Linked DNA regions of Mus musculus: regions 1, 3, 4 and 5 are each linked to region 2. A link is a contact called in public HiChIP or PLAC-seq data. All regions are on one chromosome and are shown on one strand. The core of a region is the stretch at or near the end of the contact, and the rest is flanking DNA. Distances in the headings are between cores, read along the strand shown. Region 1 overlaps Ttc7b (tetratricopeptide repeat domain 7B). Region 2 holds the start of Ttc7b (tetratricopeptide repeat domain 7B). Region 3 overlaps Ttc7b (tetratricopeptide repeat domain 7B). Region 4 has its middle 3.4 kb from the start of Gm10432. Region 5 overlaps Ttc7b (tetratricopeptide repeat domain 7B).

What was found. HiChIP or PLAC-seq counts read pairs in DNA pulled down with a chosen protein or histone mark.
Region 1: an H3K4me3 HiChIP or PLAC-seq map of stem cell-derived neural progenitor cells shows a contact between it and region 2, with 24 read pairs. The contact joins the enhancer-like site here to the promoter of Ttc7b in region 2. A contact is called at or near these places in 2 of 39 promoter capture datasets (the 3T3-L1 cell line and liver), 1 of 484 Hi-C or Micro-C datasets (the N1E-115 cell line), 3 of 115 datasets of contacts at active chromatin or transcription factors (embryonic stem cells, pancreatic cancer cells and stem cell-derived neural progenitor cells) and 1 of 9 other capture datasets (macrophages).
Region 3: a contact with region 2 is called in an H3K4me3 HiChIP or PLAC-seq map of embryonic stem cells, with 13 read pairs. The contact joins the enhancer-like site here to the promoter of Ttc7b in region 2. A contact is called at or near these places in 6 of 39 promoter capture datasets (the 3T3-L1 cell line, the C10 cell line, hippocampal neurons and 2 more), 2 of 484 Hi-C or Micro-C datasets (the N1E-115 cell line and cerebral cortex), 2 of 115 datasets of contacts at active chromatin or transcription factors (embryonic stem cells and stem cell-derived neural progenitor cells) and 4 of 9 other capture datasets (adipose tissue, embryonic stem cells, liver and 1 more).
Region 4: a contact with region 2 is called in a FOXA1 HiChIP or PLAC-seq map of pancreatic cancer cells. The contact joins the enhancer-like site here to the promoter of Ttc7b in region 2. A contact is called at or near these places in 5 of 39 promoter capture datasets (the 3T3-L1 cell line, the C10 cell line, the HPC-7 cell line and 2 more), 5 of 484 Hi-C or Micro-C datasets (the MNK3 cell line, bone marrow-derived macrophages, forebrain and 1 more) and 5 of 115 datasets of contacts at active chromatin or transcription factors (embryonic limb bud, embryonic stem cells, kidney and 2 more).
Region 5: a contact with region 2 is called in an HNF4G HiChIP or PLAC-seq map of pancreatic cancer cells. The contact joins the enhancer-like site here to the promoter of Ttc7b in region 2. A contact is called at or near these places in 3 of 39 promoter capture datasets (the 3T3-L1 cell line, the HPC-7 cell line and hippocampal neurons), 1 of 115 datasets of contacts at active chromatin or transcription factors (pancreatic cancer cells) and 2 of 9 other capture datasets (adipose tissue and pancreatic islet).

Annotation. Positions count from the first base shown.
Region 1 is chr12:100,313,918-100,316,617 of GRCm38.p6, forward strand. All of the region lies in intron 19 of Ttc7b (tetratricopeptide repeat domain 7B), which reads right to left. Among named protein-coding and RNA genes, the nearest start is that of Gm51958, 34 kb to the right of the region's middle. Within about 2 kb of position 1,399, at least 60 of the 459 cell types and tissues checked have an H3K27ac peak or open chromatin away from gene starts, as enhancers often do. A contact at or near this core is called in the N1E-115 cell line and stem cell-derived neural progenitor cells, where this site is marked.
Region 2 is chr12:100,519,317-100,522,121 of GRCm38.p6, forward strand. Ttc7b (tetratricopeptide repeat domain 7B) reads right to left here and starts at 1,506. Exons shown (of 20, transcript NM_001033213.1): 1 at 1,255-1,506. The coding sequence starts at 1,375.
Region 3 is chr12:100,340,384-100,343,083 of GRCm38.p6, forward strand. All of the region lies in intron 17 of Ttc7b (tetratricopeptide repeat domain 7B), which reads right to left. Among named protein-coding and RNA genes, the nearest start is that of Gm51958, 7.7 kb to the right of the region's middle. Within about 2 kb of position 1,363, at least 17 of the 459 cell types and tissues checked have an H3K27ac peak or open chromatin away from gene starts, as enhancers often do. A contact at or near this core is called in embryonic stem cells, where this site is marked.
Region 4 is chr12:100,271,843-100,274,542 of GRCm38.p6, forward strand. No RefSeq gene overlaps it. Among named protein-coding and RNA genes, the nearest start is that of Gm10432, 3.4 kb to the right of the region's middle. Within about 2 kb of position 1,344, at least 14 of the 459 cell types and tissues checked have an H3K27ac peak or open chromatin away from gene starts, as enhancers often do. A contact at or near this core is called in pancreatic cancer cells, where this site is marked.
Region 5 is chr12:100,371,783-100,374,482 of GRCm38.p6, forward strand. It overlaps Ttc7b (tetratricopeptide repeat domain 7B), which reads right to left. Exons shown (of 20, transcript NM_001033213.1): 15 at 1,762-1,922. Among named protein-coding and RNA genes, the nearest start is that of Gm51958, 24 kb to the left of the region's middle. Within about 2 kb of position 1,264, at least 29 of the 459 cell types and tissues checked have an H3K27ac peak or open chromatin away from gene starts, as enhancers often do. A contact at or near this core is called in pancreatic cancer cells, where this site is marked.

The DNA of each region.
Region 1 (2,700 bases), core at 149-2,648, 210 kb before region 2:
CCAGAGCTGGAATAAGAAAGATAGTGACCAGGCTGGGGACAGTGTGGCTCTGCAAAGAGGAAGGTTTACACTGCAGAGCTCCTGGGGAGAAGAGAGGCACAGCAGGCGCTTTCGTTCCCTGCACAGAGCTCTCACCATTTCCCGATTCAGTGCAGAATAAATCAGCATCAAGATCAGAGGCATCGCCTCAAGAGTTCCCAGCCGGTGCTGAGAGGAGCGTGGGAGGTGCTGCTCACCTGCCTTGGTACAGGCACTGAGCTCATTTGTATGTGGTCCCTGCTATGTATCAGGCTGTGCTTGACACAGAATGGGGGCCTGCGGCCTTGGACAATGACTTGGAGGGAGACTAGAAAATTAGAATAAATTAAAGCATCCGCCATCACTCCTGCTCACAGAGACGTGTTCAGACTACAGATTCAGGAAAGGTCATAGTCATTTTATGCTCTAACCTGGTATGGTCATACCCAGAGGTGACCTGTTACTGGCACTGGCTGATCCAGCATCAGTCCTATAACCCTGTTACAGGCAGTTCTTGTTCTGACTGTACACTCTGCTAAAAGGAAGGCCCCTCTTTCCTAAAGAACGGAGAAGGGGCAAGTGCACAGGGAACCTCACGCTTGCATCCTGGGGGCCTGGAGGAGTCTCGTATTTCCCATGTGACTTTCATGCTACTGGTTTTGGAGGAAGGTCAGGTACTGAGGTGAGGTGCTTGTGCTAGGCCAGAACCATGTCTACATCCCTGAGGGCAGACCAGAGGTTGGCATGATTGCTGTAGAGGAAACATGACATGTCCTGGTCAGACAGATCTCCAGTGCATGTCAGAGCTATGTTCTAGATGCTGTTGCTTCTGCTCCGAATTGTCTACTCTTAGCCACTACTCTTTCTGGCCCTGGCCTGGGCAGTTCTGCAGTACTTCCTTCCCCGGTTCCTTCAGCCCTGCCTCTGCTCAGCGCCACAGCAGCTTCTGAGGCGTGGCCTTGAGTGTTCTTCATCCATGGTCCCTCTGATGTCTCTCTGCTTCCCTCCTTAACAGCAATTCCCTCTCTGGCCCATGAGTGCAAGTGATATAATGGCCAAAATGGCTCTCTGGAAGAAAAAAAGCCCAGATGTGTGGCATTTGCCATTTTCTACAAAGTAAGTCCTTCTATCAAGACTAAACCATACTGCTCTCTTGAGGGTTGAAGGGAACAACACAAACCCCGATTTTCTTCCAGCACTGAGAATACAGAGGGGCACAGGATGAACTTTCTTTAGCATGGAGCAGCTCTGGTAGGGGCCCCAGGATCTATGCATCTCCCGAGGAATGTGTCACCCTGGAAACATGGCTAACTCTCTGCAGCTTCCCCCTGGTTGCCAGCAACATGACCTCTGAGCTTGACTTCCCAGAGATCCTTCTGAGCTGACAGCTGTGTTGCCTATGATGCTTGCTGGTGGGTGTGCAGGCATCTGAGTGAGGTAGTGGTGGCTGGAGGGGGCTGCTGCCAGCAGGAAGCTGGTGACTGTAGCTGGCTCTTTAATCAAAGGCACAAGTGTATTTGTTACCTTTGTATAAAACGCAGGCGGCAGGTAAAGAATTTAACAGCTTATGGGAGTTCTAATTAGAGAGCCAATTATAACTCGATTGACCTGCCTTGCTTTGGAGGGCCTGGAAACTCGCATGTTGTCCTTAGGAAGAAGCAGATTTTGCTTCTAGTTTGTTCTGGGAGATCTCCGCAGGGATCTTTGGCTCTGGCCCCATGCATCTGTCTAGATCTGGCAGCCTGGTGCAGAGGATGAGAGAGAACCTGCAGGGCCCTGGACTCCTATAGGGAGGGGCCGAGCTTTATTTATGAAGACACAGCATCCACTGTCAGAGGCTGCTCTGTGCCAGGCTAGCGGCTTCTGCTGCATTTAGAAGGACACTGGCCAGAATTTCAATTATAGATCTAATCAAGAGTCAACTCTTAGCTAGGCAGGATCCCAGGCCAGTATGTATGTGTGTGTGCGTGTATGTGTGTGTGTGTGTGTGTGTGTGTGTGTGTGTGTGTGTGTGTGTGCATGTGCGTGTATCATCTCCCTACTCCTCTCAGCAAATCACTGTTGTTACCAGCCTGGAGAACAGGCACCAGACAGACATGAAAAGGGGGTGCTTCATACGTCTAAACATTTGTCATTTGACACACCTGCAGGCCTCTAGCTCACATGTGTGATCATGGCTTACTCCTGCTAGGGTGATCACCACCATCCCTCATGGATAGAAGAACCGAGGCCCAGAGAAGGAAGGCAACTTGCCCAGGGGCCTCAGCTCTGTTGTGTGGAAACTGTGTCTAATTCAAGCCATGTCTGCTCCTGATGTGTAGCCAAGAGAGGCTGTGCCGTCTGAGCTCCTCCTTCTGCACGGTGCAGGAGCAGGGCTGAGTCCCGCATGGAGAGCAGAGAGGACTGAGCTCAAGGACGTGGGATCTGGTAGAGCCACAGCCAAATCCCTTCTACAGGGACAAGCAGTGGCATCCGCATGATTGACTGGTCAGAGCCTAGATTTCCCACGAGTGTTGCTTCTCTCCTGCTCCCTAAGTGCTGGCACGCCACGGACTGTGCTCTTGGCCTCTCTCTTGCTTCCTCTCTATGATTTTTGCCTTAGCTTCAGCTATTGCCTGTTGCCAACCCCAAGTCACTGACCCAGCCTAGTCGTGTGCGGCCTGCTATCACTAGGTAGTTCTT
Region 2 (2,805 bases), core at 256-2,755:
TTGCCCTGTCTGCATGGTGACATTGCCTATGGTCCTAAACTTGGGAGGCAAGGCAGGAGGCGGGAGACTTTGAGGCTAGCCTAAGCTATAAGGTAAGTTTGAAAGATATATAGAGAAACCTGGTTTGGTTTGGTTTTGTTAAGTTTTCATTTCCAGGCGCTATTTTCATAAAATCACAAACAACCACCAACCTTAAAGAGGCTATGAGATTTCCCTGTCCGTTTCTGGGTAGTTCGGGGTGAAGGTTGAAAAGAGTACACATGTCCTTCCTTGAATGAGCAGTGTCAGTCCTTCATTCATTCCCTCTGTGATTTGTCTGTCCCACGCCTGCTCAGACAGTCTTGGGAAGCCAGAGGTGAAGGAGGACAAAATCCTCTGCCCTCTCTGCCCAGGCTCCAAGTGCCTGCCTGTGGTTTTGGCGCGTACGAAAAGACAAGCAAATATTAACCATACTTGCTTCCAAAACAAATAAGGCCACGTGGAGTCTCGCTCTGGAATGTGATTTTGGCTGCAGTTTTGGTTTGATGGGTTGGAAGAACCAATTCAGCAAATGGGGTCATTGGCCAAGTCCAGCCGCCAGGTTTCCCAAGTCAGATCCTGGTTCCTGGGCGCACCAGGCCCCTCATCCAATCAGCTCCATTTCCCTCATTGTTAATACAGTCTCATCTTCCTGCCCAGTAACCTTCTCCCAGACTCCCTGACTCTGTTTCCCTTGTACTCTCCACCCTATCCTCTCTGGGTCTGCAGATTTGACACCCAACTGTCTTGACCTCAAGACACAAATCCCAACCTGCCAATGCCACCCCTGACACCCTCCAAGTCTGAGCTCCCTCCTGGGGCCCTTGATTACCATATGTTCACAACATCTCCATCACAGGACCCCTGAGCACACCACACACACTCTGGTGGTCCCCAGATGCCCACAGGTATGTCCCGGGGGGCTCCATACACACACAAACGCACACACACACACAAGCTCCAACTTCTTGGAAGCCCGGGGCTGGCCTCCGGTCTCTGGGGTCGGTGAACCTCTCCAGCCTGCACGTCAGGACTCCAAGGCTCCGACAGGCACAGCCCGCCCGCCCAGCCGCACGCCGCGTGACCGGAGGACCCCGCGTTCCCCAAGGGCCTGGCCCGCGCACACCGCGCGGCCTGCGCCTCGCCGCCCGGCCGCGCCCCTGCTCGCGCCCGGAGCCTCAGGCCTAGCCCCGGAGGCCGCGGCGGTCCCGCAAGCCCCGGTGCGTCCGCGCGTACCGTTGGCGATGAGCTTGGCCGACAGCTGCTTGACGAGCTCGGGGATCCGCTCCCATTGGCACTCGGAGCGGCAGCGCTCGATCTCCGTCTCCAGCCGCGAGCCCGCCTTCCTGGTCGCCATGGCCGCCCTGGCCGGCCCGGCGCGCGCCCGCAGGCCCCGCAGGCCCCGCCGCCGCCGGGCCCCGCGCCGCCTCCCGCTGCGGCCGCGGGCTCCGGCTCCGGCTCCCGGCTCGGCGGCGTAACGGGAACGCCGGCCGGGGAAGGGGCGGGGAGCGGGCGGCGGCGGGCGCGGCGGGGCCCCGGGCGCCGCGAGGAGCGGCCCCTGCCGGCCAGGGCCGGAGCCGCAGCGGGCCGGGGCGGAGGCCGGACAGCAATGAGGAGCGCGGGACGGTGCTCAGGAGCGAACCTGGAGCGGTGAGGGGTCAAGCCAGGGCAGCCACCCCGAGGATGCTCTGGGGCTCCAAAGGCCGGGGTTTCTAGTGCGAGAGGGCGTGAAGGGCGAGCCTGCCTCGGCTGGCCCTGCCATCGCAGGTTGCTTGTGCTGGCCTGCGCCCCTCCTCAGGCTCCCCTCTGCCCCAGGTAGCCTCCGTCCCCATCATGTGGCCAGAAGCAGTGGAGATTCATGCTCCTCCAGAACCTGCCCGAAGTTCCTTAAGTGTGTGTTGGAAGAAAGTGAGGGAGGACGTGTGTGTGTGTGTGTGTGTGTGTGTGTGTGTGTGTGTGTGTGTGTAGCTGCAAGCCCAGATGCCAGCTCCCTTGCCCTCTGAGGAGAATACCAACTCATAAGTGGCATTTCCAGGCCTTGACCTTGTAACTGAGAGCAGGGGCAGGTGTCTAAGCTGAACATTATTTCACTTGTGTAATTTATTCAGTAACTATAGAGTCAGAGGTCACCCACACAGAGCTAGGTAGTGTTTTAGGGCTGTGGAAACGGAACGAAGTGGGTACAACTTTGCTTCAAAGTGGGTATAAAGTTCATAGCCCATTCATGGAAATGAATTAATTAAGCAAAATAAAGTAGCAAATTAGGTTATGGGTTGGTTAAGGATGGTGTTGAAGTGATATTTGACAGTTTTAAAGATGAGAGTCGGGGGGATATGGGAGGTGGGGAGGGCAGATCATTACAGGCAGAGCAAAGGCCTCGGCTTTACTATATTTGGTGAGTTAGAAAAAGGCCAGAGTGGCTGGGGTGGAATGAAGGCAAGGAGCTGAGCAGATGATGTCAGGAGGGTGGGGGTTAGTCCATGCCCGGCCTTCTGGATCATTAGAAAGACTGTCTTTCTTCTTGGTGAGATAGGGAGCCTGCATGTTAGTCAGGCATGCAATGGCAAGGCCTGCAAGTATGGACATGACCAGTATTTGGGAAAGTTGGTCAGGGAATGTGGCTTCAGGGGCAGTGGGGGTGTTGGACTCTGCAATACTGCCTCTGAGGATGGAGCTGTCATCTGGGCAGTACCCTGTCACCAGGTTCATCCTCTTTGGGTGTGTCTCCTCCAGCTTTCCAAAGCTATCAAGTGCAGGCTTTTCTCTCATGCCCTGGGGATAAATGAA
Region 3 (2,700 bases), core at 113-2,612, 180 kb before region 2:
TCATCCCAACATTCCCAACACTCCAAACCACAGCACACATTCAACAGTGGAGGAGGCGTGACTCCAGAGACCTCGGAGGGCGAATAGATCGAATAGATCTGAAGGCTACTTACTAACTGAAAAGAGGGAGGGAAAACCATGAAAGTGTGCTTCTGGAGAGTTGCCTTGGGACAACAGATCAAACCAAAAATTAAAACCAAACAACAAAACAGTTGAAAACTCAAAATTAAAGCTACAATAGCAAAGAGGGTTCTAGTAACCTCCCAACTGCAACCTGGCTGGCTGGAATCAGTTTATTTTCCACTGACTTAAAGCGACTTTTGCTTTAAGTAAGGAAAGGCTAAGCTGACCCGTTGATGCCATGTGGGAGTCCCAAAGCAGGGAATTCCAAAAAGAAGAGACAGACAATGAAACCAGCAGGCTTTGGGTCTCCCCACACAGGCCTGCAACCCTGAGTCTATAAGAGTGCAGGGCTGGGCCAGTTTTCATTGTTAGGCAAGAGGGTTGAAGCTCTCTACAATTAGATCAAGAAACTCTATTACCAGTGGCTTGCCTTCCCAGATTAACAAGTGCATCTATGAGGAAGAAAGATCCTTGCGAACAGCTGGTTACCAGCCAGGCACTCCCAGAGGATGGGACAGTGGCTCATGGCTTCTCTGAGAGTAACTGCAGGGCACTGGGTAGGGGCAAGCCACAGTTAGCAGGAAGCCCAGTGGGTCCTCATTGTTCCAATTTACTAATTAGATGACTCTAAAGGCCCCCCTGTAAGAGCCAGAATTTCAGAAGAAATGCAGGGCTCCTAGGTTGACAAAACCTGGCGGGGTGCTGAGGTTGGTGGGTTTGCTGTGCAAACAGTGGGCAATGGAATGTATGACATCATTCTAGAACCACAGGATCTCATTTAAGATAATAAATTTAACAAAGGCCAATGTAAGCCGGGCGGGCGTGGTGGCGCAAGACTTTAATCCCAGCACTTGGGAGGCAGAGGCAGGCGGATTTCTGAGTTCAGTTTGAGGCCAGCCTGGTCTACAAAGTGAGTTCCAGGACAGCCAAAGCTATACAGAGAAACCCTGTCTCAAAAAAACAAAAACAAAACAAAACAAAAACAAAAACAAAAAAAAGCCAATGTAAGAGAAAAAATTTTTTTCTTGAAAAAAAATTGAAGTTGGCAATTGCCCCTAGGCACTACTATATTGAGAGAAAATGCTGCTCTGGGGTAGATAAAAAGATAACATAAACAGCTTATAAATATCAATTTTATCTTCCATTTCATAGAACTGGGGCTGCCTTAAAAGCTAAGCCATATGCAAATGAGCAAGGTCAGAGTCACTGTGAATGTGCCTTTCTTTGGTTGACCTTTGTTCCTGACCTATATGGAGGCTTACATAACGGCACCTGCCACCGAACGAGCGCACTAGACAGAGTGGTTCCTCCTGGCAGTAGCCTGTTATGGGCTTTTGTTCAGCATGTAACAGCATTTGGAACAAAGATGAGCCCTTATAAATCACAGATGCAGATGAAATCTGCAGGCACTGCTGGCAGGAGTGCACATTAAATAATCGAGTGAAGAAGAACAGGCTCAGCTCACTCTCGCTCACGGTGAGCACCATATTTAGGTCCCTTTTAAGGACTTCACCCACCAGTGTGCTTCATTTTAATATAGGGATTAAGCAAACAAACAACCAAACTGATTGCGTCCTGGTGCTTCCTGAAGTAGACTTTCAAAAGTTCTGTACTATTTGAAATCAAGATTAGGCAAAGGTGCTATTCTGTCACTCCACACTTTCACGACAGAAACCCTGCCTTTGCAAGTAAAAACCAGTTCCCAACACATTTCTTAAATGTACTCTGTAATCTGCTGGCACTGGCCTCGAGTGGAAGGTTCTGGGAGCAGAGCTCTAAGTGCCTTCCATTCCGTGTTGACAGGCAGGTGAATGTCATCTTTAGAATTTGGCTTTCACTGTTATATGAGGTTGGGATTAATTAACTTCCAAACTGAAATGCAGACATTTTTAGGATTATTTGCAAAATATTATAGCTGGCTTGTTCTTCTGTGTGTGTGCCTATGCATGTGTGAGAGGGTACACAGGTGTGTAAGTGATGTGCATGTGTTTGTTGGGGGCAAAGATAGAGGGTACACAGGTGTGTAAGTGATGTGCATGTGTTTGTTGGAGGCAGAGATGGAGGGTGCACAGGTGTGTAAGTGCATGTGCATGTGTTTGGGGGGCAGAGATAGAGGGTGCACAGGTGTGTAAGTGCATGTGCATGTGTTTGGGGGGCAGAGATGGAGGGTGCACAGGTGTGTAAGTGATGTGCATGTGTTTGTTGGAGGCAGAGATGGAGGGTGCACAGGTGTGTAAGTGCATGTGCATGTGTTTGGGGGGCAGAGATAGAGGGTACACAGGTGTGTAAGTGATGTGCATGTGTTTGTTGGGGGCAGAGATAGAGGGTGCACAGGTGTGTAAGTGCATGTGCATGTGTTTGGGGGGCAGAGATAGAGGGTGCACAGGTGTGTAAGTGATGTGCATGTGTTTGTGGGGCAGAGATGGAGGGTACACAGGTGTGTAAGTGATGTGCATGTGTTTGTGGGGCAGAGATAGCCTCAGGTAAGATGTCTATTTTGGTTTTGTTTTCAGACAGGGTCTCACTAAGTAGCTCTGGCTGGCCCAGAACTTGCTACATAGACCAGGCTGGTTTCAA
Region 4 (2,700 bases), core at 94-2,593, 250 kb before region 2:
TGGCAAGCTTGAGGACAGAACAGTAACTCAGCCTCAGATATGCTCTGTGTAATGCTCTTCGGATGTCCCTGGAGACACATTGGAACCGTTTCTCGATTTTACAACCTGGAGTGACTGCAGCAGGAGGGTCCTTAGAAAGATGCTTGGGTTCAGGTTTCTACCAAAGCTGCAACACTGTGCCCCACACTCATGCTGTCATTGTTTGGGCCCAGGGGCTGTTGGCACTGTTTGCTAAGGCCACTTCCTGTGTATCTGAACAACCCTGACCAAAAGTAGTTCTTCCTGCCCTGAGAAGACCTCTGTCCCAGGGGCCTCACGCCACAGGGTGAATTGTTAAGAGATGCTGTGGCCTCAGACCATAAGTACAAGCGAGACATTGAGGGGGTGTAGAGTTGTGCGTTCCTGAGCTCTAACTGCAAGCCTTCATGACACCAGATCTACCATCCCCTGAACCCCTCTGGGCTTCAGCTTCCTGCTTTATGGAGGAAGAGACAGAGTTACTGTGGGAATTAGCAGTGTAATGTCTGCCAAGCTTGGACACGGTGAGCCCTTGCAAGGTCCAGCATTATCATAGTTAGGATGTGAATGCTCTGGCTTTAGTGCTCAGCCCAGCAAACCCTGACACGCCCAACATAGCTCCCAAGCCTGTTCCCACCCACGAGCCAGACGGAAGCATTCATTCATTTTGTGCACATGTGTATGTGCACGTCTGTGTGTAGGATGTGTATGTGACCGAAGCTACCCTCAGGCCACAGCACACGGGTAGATCAGAGGACAACTTTCAGGAGTTGTTCCTCCCCTTCCACCTTGTTTTGAGGCAGGATCGCTCTTGTTTCTGCCTCTGACCTGTGTCCTCAAGACATACTGGATTCTGCTGTGTCCATCACCTGTCTTGCAGGAATTGCAGATGTTTGCTGCCAGCTCTGACTTTGTATGTATGTCCCATGGATTCCCATTCAGGCTGGCAGGCTTGCAAAGTTAGGGCTCTTACCCACTGAGTCCTCCCACCCTGTCCCCCTCCTCATTTCACAGAGAAGGCGATAAAGGCAACTCTATTGTCAGTTCCAAGTGTCAGGTCTCAGAGCTCACAGCCTAGGAGAGAGGCAGCTGCCTAGAACTCAGGTTACCATGAGATGCGGGCTCAAGGCCACTTAGGAAGCAGAGTAGTAGTCAGGCAGGACTCAGCAAGGGATATGGAAGAGAAGAAACCCAGCAGCCTCCACAAAGGCAGTGAATGTTCTGGCCACAGACACCTGGCTGTCATCTTTTCAGGTCCACCTCAGTCCCCTCCTGCCAGAGCTTTAGCAGAAGAGTCATTTGCTGAGTCACCCTGTAGCTGGCATGGTTTCCTCAGACTCCTTGAAATCCCAGCTTAGCTGCATGGCCCTGCCCAGACTCTGCTACCTGGCTGCCAGCTCACTGTGAGTCCTTGGGCAGATTGCTTCATGACTCTGGGATAATGCAGATGCTTGAGTTGTCCGTGGTGGGGGATGGGGGATAGGGGGATTGCTGTCACCAGAATGAAGTCAGAGACACCTTGGTGTCCTGTTTATTATATATCCCATGCAGCTCTGTGTGTTTGTGTGCACGCGTGTGCGTGTATGCGCACACACTCATGTGTGGATGCATACTTGTACATGTTCGAGTGCATAGGCTTATGGGGACCAGAGGGCAACATTAGGTGTTATCCTCAGATACACTGTCCATCTCCTTTGAAACTGAATCTCTCATTAGTCTGTCATTCATCATTTAAGCAAGACTGCCTGACCAATAGACCCCAGGCTTCTCCCATTCTCTGTCTCCCCAGAACTGGGTGATGAGTGCAGTCTACCACAGTCACCATTTTTACTTGGGTTCTGGCTATCAAACTCAGGTTCTCCTGCTTGCAAGACAAGTACTTTACCAACTGAGCTAACTCCCTAAGTCTGGTTCATAGAGAAAGTAAATGAAAGCTGGCTATGGAGATACACACTCTATCTCTAGCAGCAAAACGGCTGAGACAGGAGGATAGCAGTGAGCTCAACCTGGGATACACAGAAAAGTCTTGTTTAAAAAGAAATAAAAAGAAAACAAGTAAAAGAAAGCAAATGAATGAATGAATGAACACATGTCCATCCTTCATTCAAGAGCATGGATGGGCAGATAAACTAACAGATATTGGAGGATAGTTCAGTCCTCTCTTTCCAGAGGTCTCAAGAGCTCAGGCACCTATAATTCCACCTACCCTCCCACGCCAAGTCTCCTTACACTCTGGACATCATCGCCTGATCAGCCATTGGGGTGGGGGTGGGGCGGAGCTTCAGCATCACCGTGCTCACTGCCTATCCACAAGCTGTTTTTCTGTCCCCTGAATGACAGTTTCTCTCATGCTCTCCAGCTGATCCTTGGTGTCTAGGTTAGACCACACCACCTCTCCCTGGCTACTTACCAGAGTGACCTTTCAAAATCTTCTGCCTCTGGTGAGACAGTCCCGTTCTGACTGTAGCCTCCTTCCCTCCCTGCTACAGTCTAGGGATCTTTATTCCAGGGATACTTGCATTCTCAGCACCCAGCCTGGGTTTCTCAGCAAGGCTTTGGCCCTGGAGACTGAAGTTCAGCTTAGCTTGCCTGCCTCTTCCCTCTCCACAAACTGTACCCCTTGAACTCTGTGCCTTCCTTTAACCTTCTAGAACCTCCCAATTCCCTCCATGCTTGTGTGCC
Region 5 (2,700 bases), core at 14-2,513, 150 kb before region 2:
AACCCTAGGCTTCAGGGTCTAAAGTTCTGCTGGGGACAGACTCATCAAAAAGAAACACAATTCCTATAGCTGGGACATTGCTTCAGTCGGTGCTAACAGGTTTTACTCAGGTGATCATGGACTTGTGGGATCCACAGACTATATCTACTCTCAACTCTTAGTAGGTATTCTTGCAAAGAAGTTTCCCATCACAGAGGAAGACATAAAAATATTTGAAAAGCAGACAAGTCCTGAGCTGATCTCAGACCTGATGCCACATACTCTGATTTTTCCAGTTTGCAGCTTAGCATTAAAGTAACAGGCTTACATTGCTGACATATCTCCACTGCCGCTCCTTATTCCTCCTGCTTGACAAGGCTGTCAGCTGCTGTCACTGGAGGCACTATGGCATTAGCCATCGCTGCTGATTGCTTACTGTGCAGTGTGGCTGTTAGTCTAGGAAGCTCCTCTAGGGTGCTACTGTGGGCTACTGAAGCAGGAACCACAAGCTGGAGAGTAGTATCTAATGAGGGCAGTGGCTGTGCACACATGCATGGGCACATGTGTGCGGAGGGAGGAGTCATAGAAGGGCACTTTATAAATACTGTCGAGAGAGATTAAGTTCCATTGTATCATGTTACTGCTACTTTATCAAAATGGAGAAAGAACCAAATACTTTAAAATGTAATCTAATCACTGTGATTCTACAGGGCAGAAACATCGTGGGATGAAATACAGAAATGTGCAGGTGTCACAAGAGCAAGTTAGAGATGTGCAAGAAGCAATACTGTAGCAAAGCTCTTTAGTTCACTCTGCAAACAGCTGAGCCTACAAGAGAACTCTCCAGCCACAGGGTTCCTGGATTAGATGGAGAAGGGGAGAAGAGAAGCGCCCTTTCCTTGAAGACAAAGACATGTTTGCAGTGGAAATGTGTGAACCAATTCTCCAGGGAGAGCTGCTGAGAGCTGCTGAGAACGCACTGATCAAAACAGGCAGGGAGATCAAGCTAGAGTTGACCTACTTAAACAGAGAAAGCGAGGCCACCTTCCACATTCCTTCCCATCCCCACTCCCCACCCTCACGTTGTCCCTACCCTGTTGCTGGATCTGCAGCCATGCAGACATGTAGACCCTTCCAGCCCACAGGAGTGTTTACTATTTCTAGTCACTGTGTACTGGTAATTCGGTAGGTAGCCCAGAAGACAATGTTCTCCACAAGGCCTCAGCACCAGGCGTGGAGTCAGTGAATCTCACATTCTCGGGCTCAATAAAAAATGTGACTCAGAGGACAGATGTGATGACTCGGGTAGGCAGGCTAAGCCTGTGGCTGCCTCTGATGATGATTCTTACAGTACGTGTAAGTGTTGATAAACTTATTCAAGAAACTTTATCTCCTAGATACTAAACCTAGACTCAGAGAGCTAAACATCCTAACCCAGGTTACAGTCTAGCAGTTTTATCACAGCCAAGTGTATGGGAATTCGCATCTACTTACTACCTTTCTTGAAAACTATCAAAATATTCACTACTGTCTTGGAACAACTGTGTGTGCTTCAGGGAACACAGTGGAGAAGAACAGGTGGGGTACCTGAGCTGTGTCAGGACGGCTAGGAAGCAGCTTGGTGTTACGCACCCGGGGCAGTGGGGAACCAGCAGTAAGTTTCTCTGCCCTCCTTGAGTGTCCACGAAGGTCTCGTACTGGACAGTTCAGAAAGGAGGAGTCCAGAACGAAGTCCATGCAGTGATTCCGGAGTAAGGGAAGGTCGATGGCAGGGCTACTTACATAAAATTTTCTGGGTATTCACTCAGGGCCATGTCGATGATGTTGAGAGCATCATGGTAATGCTTCTGAGCCGACAACAAGAGAGCCAGGAGGTGCAGGGAGTTCGCATCGTCGCCTTGCAGTTGGAGAGCTTGGCGAACATATCCTAGAGCTTCTGGTATCTGGTTTAAAACAAAACCCAGAAGTTTGTTTAGACAGTCACACAAAGAGGCCACGGGTACATCAAGTCCACTGCGAGCTGTTTTATGTCATGCTGCACCCACATACACATCCTCACGACAGGATACTGAGCAAACGAGAGCACATCCTCTTCAGCAGAGGTAGGACCAGCGAGGGAAGAGGAGAGACCCCACTCCTCTGCCTTTTCCATCTCTCTAGATGAACTTCGATCCCCACAGACCAGATACACTTTTGATTAGGTCTAAGATGAGCTCACTGTGAGTGGAGACAGAGACAAGTTCCCAGGGTTCTTAATGGAACTAAACTGCCTTAGCTGACCCATTCTCCCTTTCAGAGCATTATTGAAATTAAAGTATGTCATAAGCCATGAAACCTTTAGCAGAACTTTCTAGGGTCCAGATGTTTGGATTTCTCCTGGACATGAAGGAAATATGCAAACAAACAAACAAAGCCCCATACCTTTCCAAACTAGAGCTCAAAATAACTGGCTGCAAGAAAACAAATCACAGGACCACTTGCAAAGCAGATGTAGCCAAATTCAAGCAGGCCCACATGTAACCTTGGTCACGGGTGCAACAGCTGCTCAACATATTCTCCTGTGTGTGTGTGTGGGGGTGTGTGTGTGTGGGTGTGTGTGTGTGTGTGGTGTGTGTATACATGTGTGTTACCTATGGATGTTACAGAGTGCCAAGGAGCAGCACCTTACCCACTGCACCATCTCTCCAGCCTCACATGTTCTTGAAAAGCATGAAGCCCACG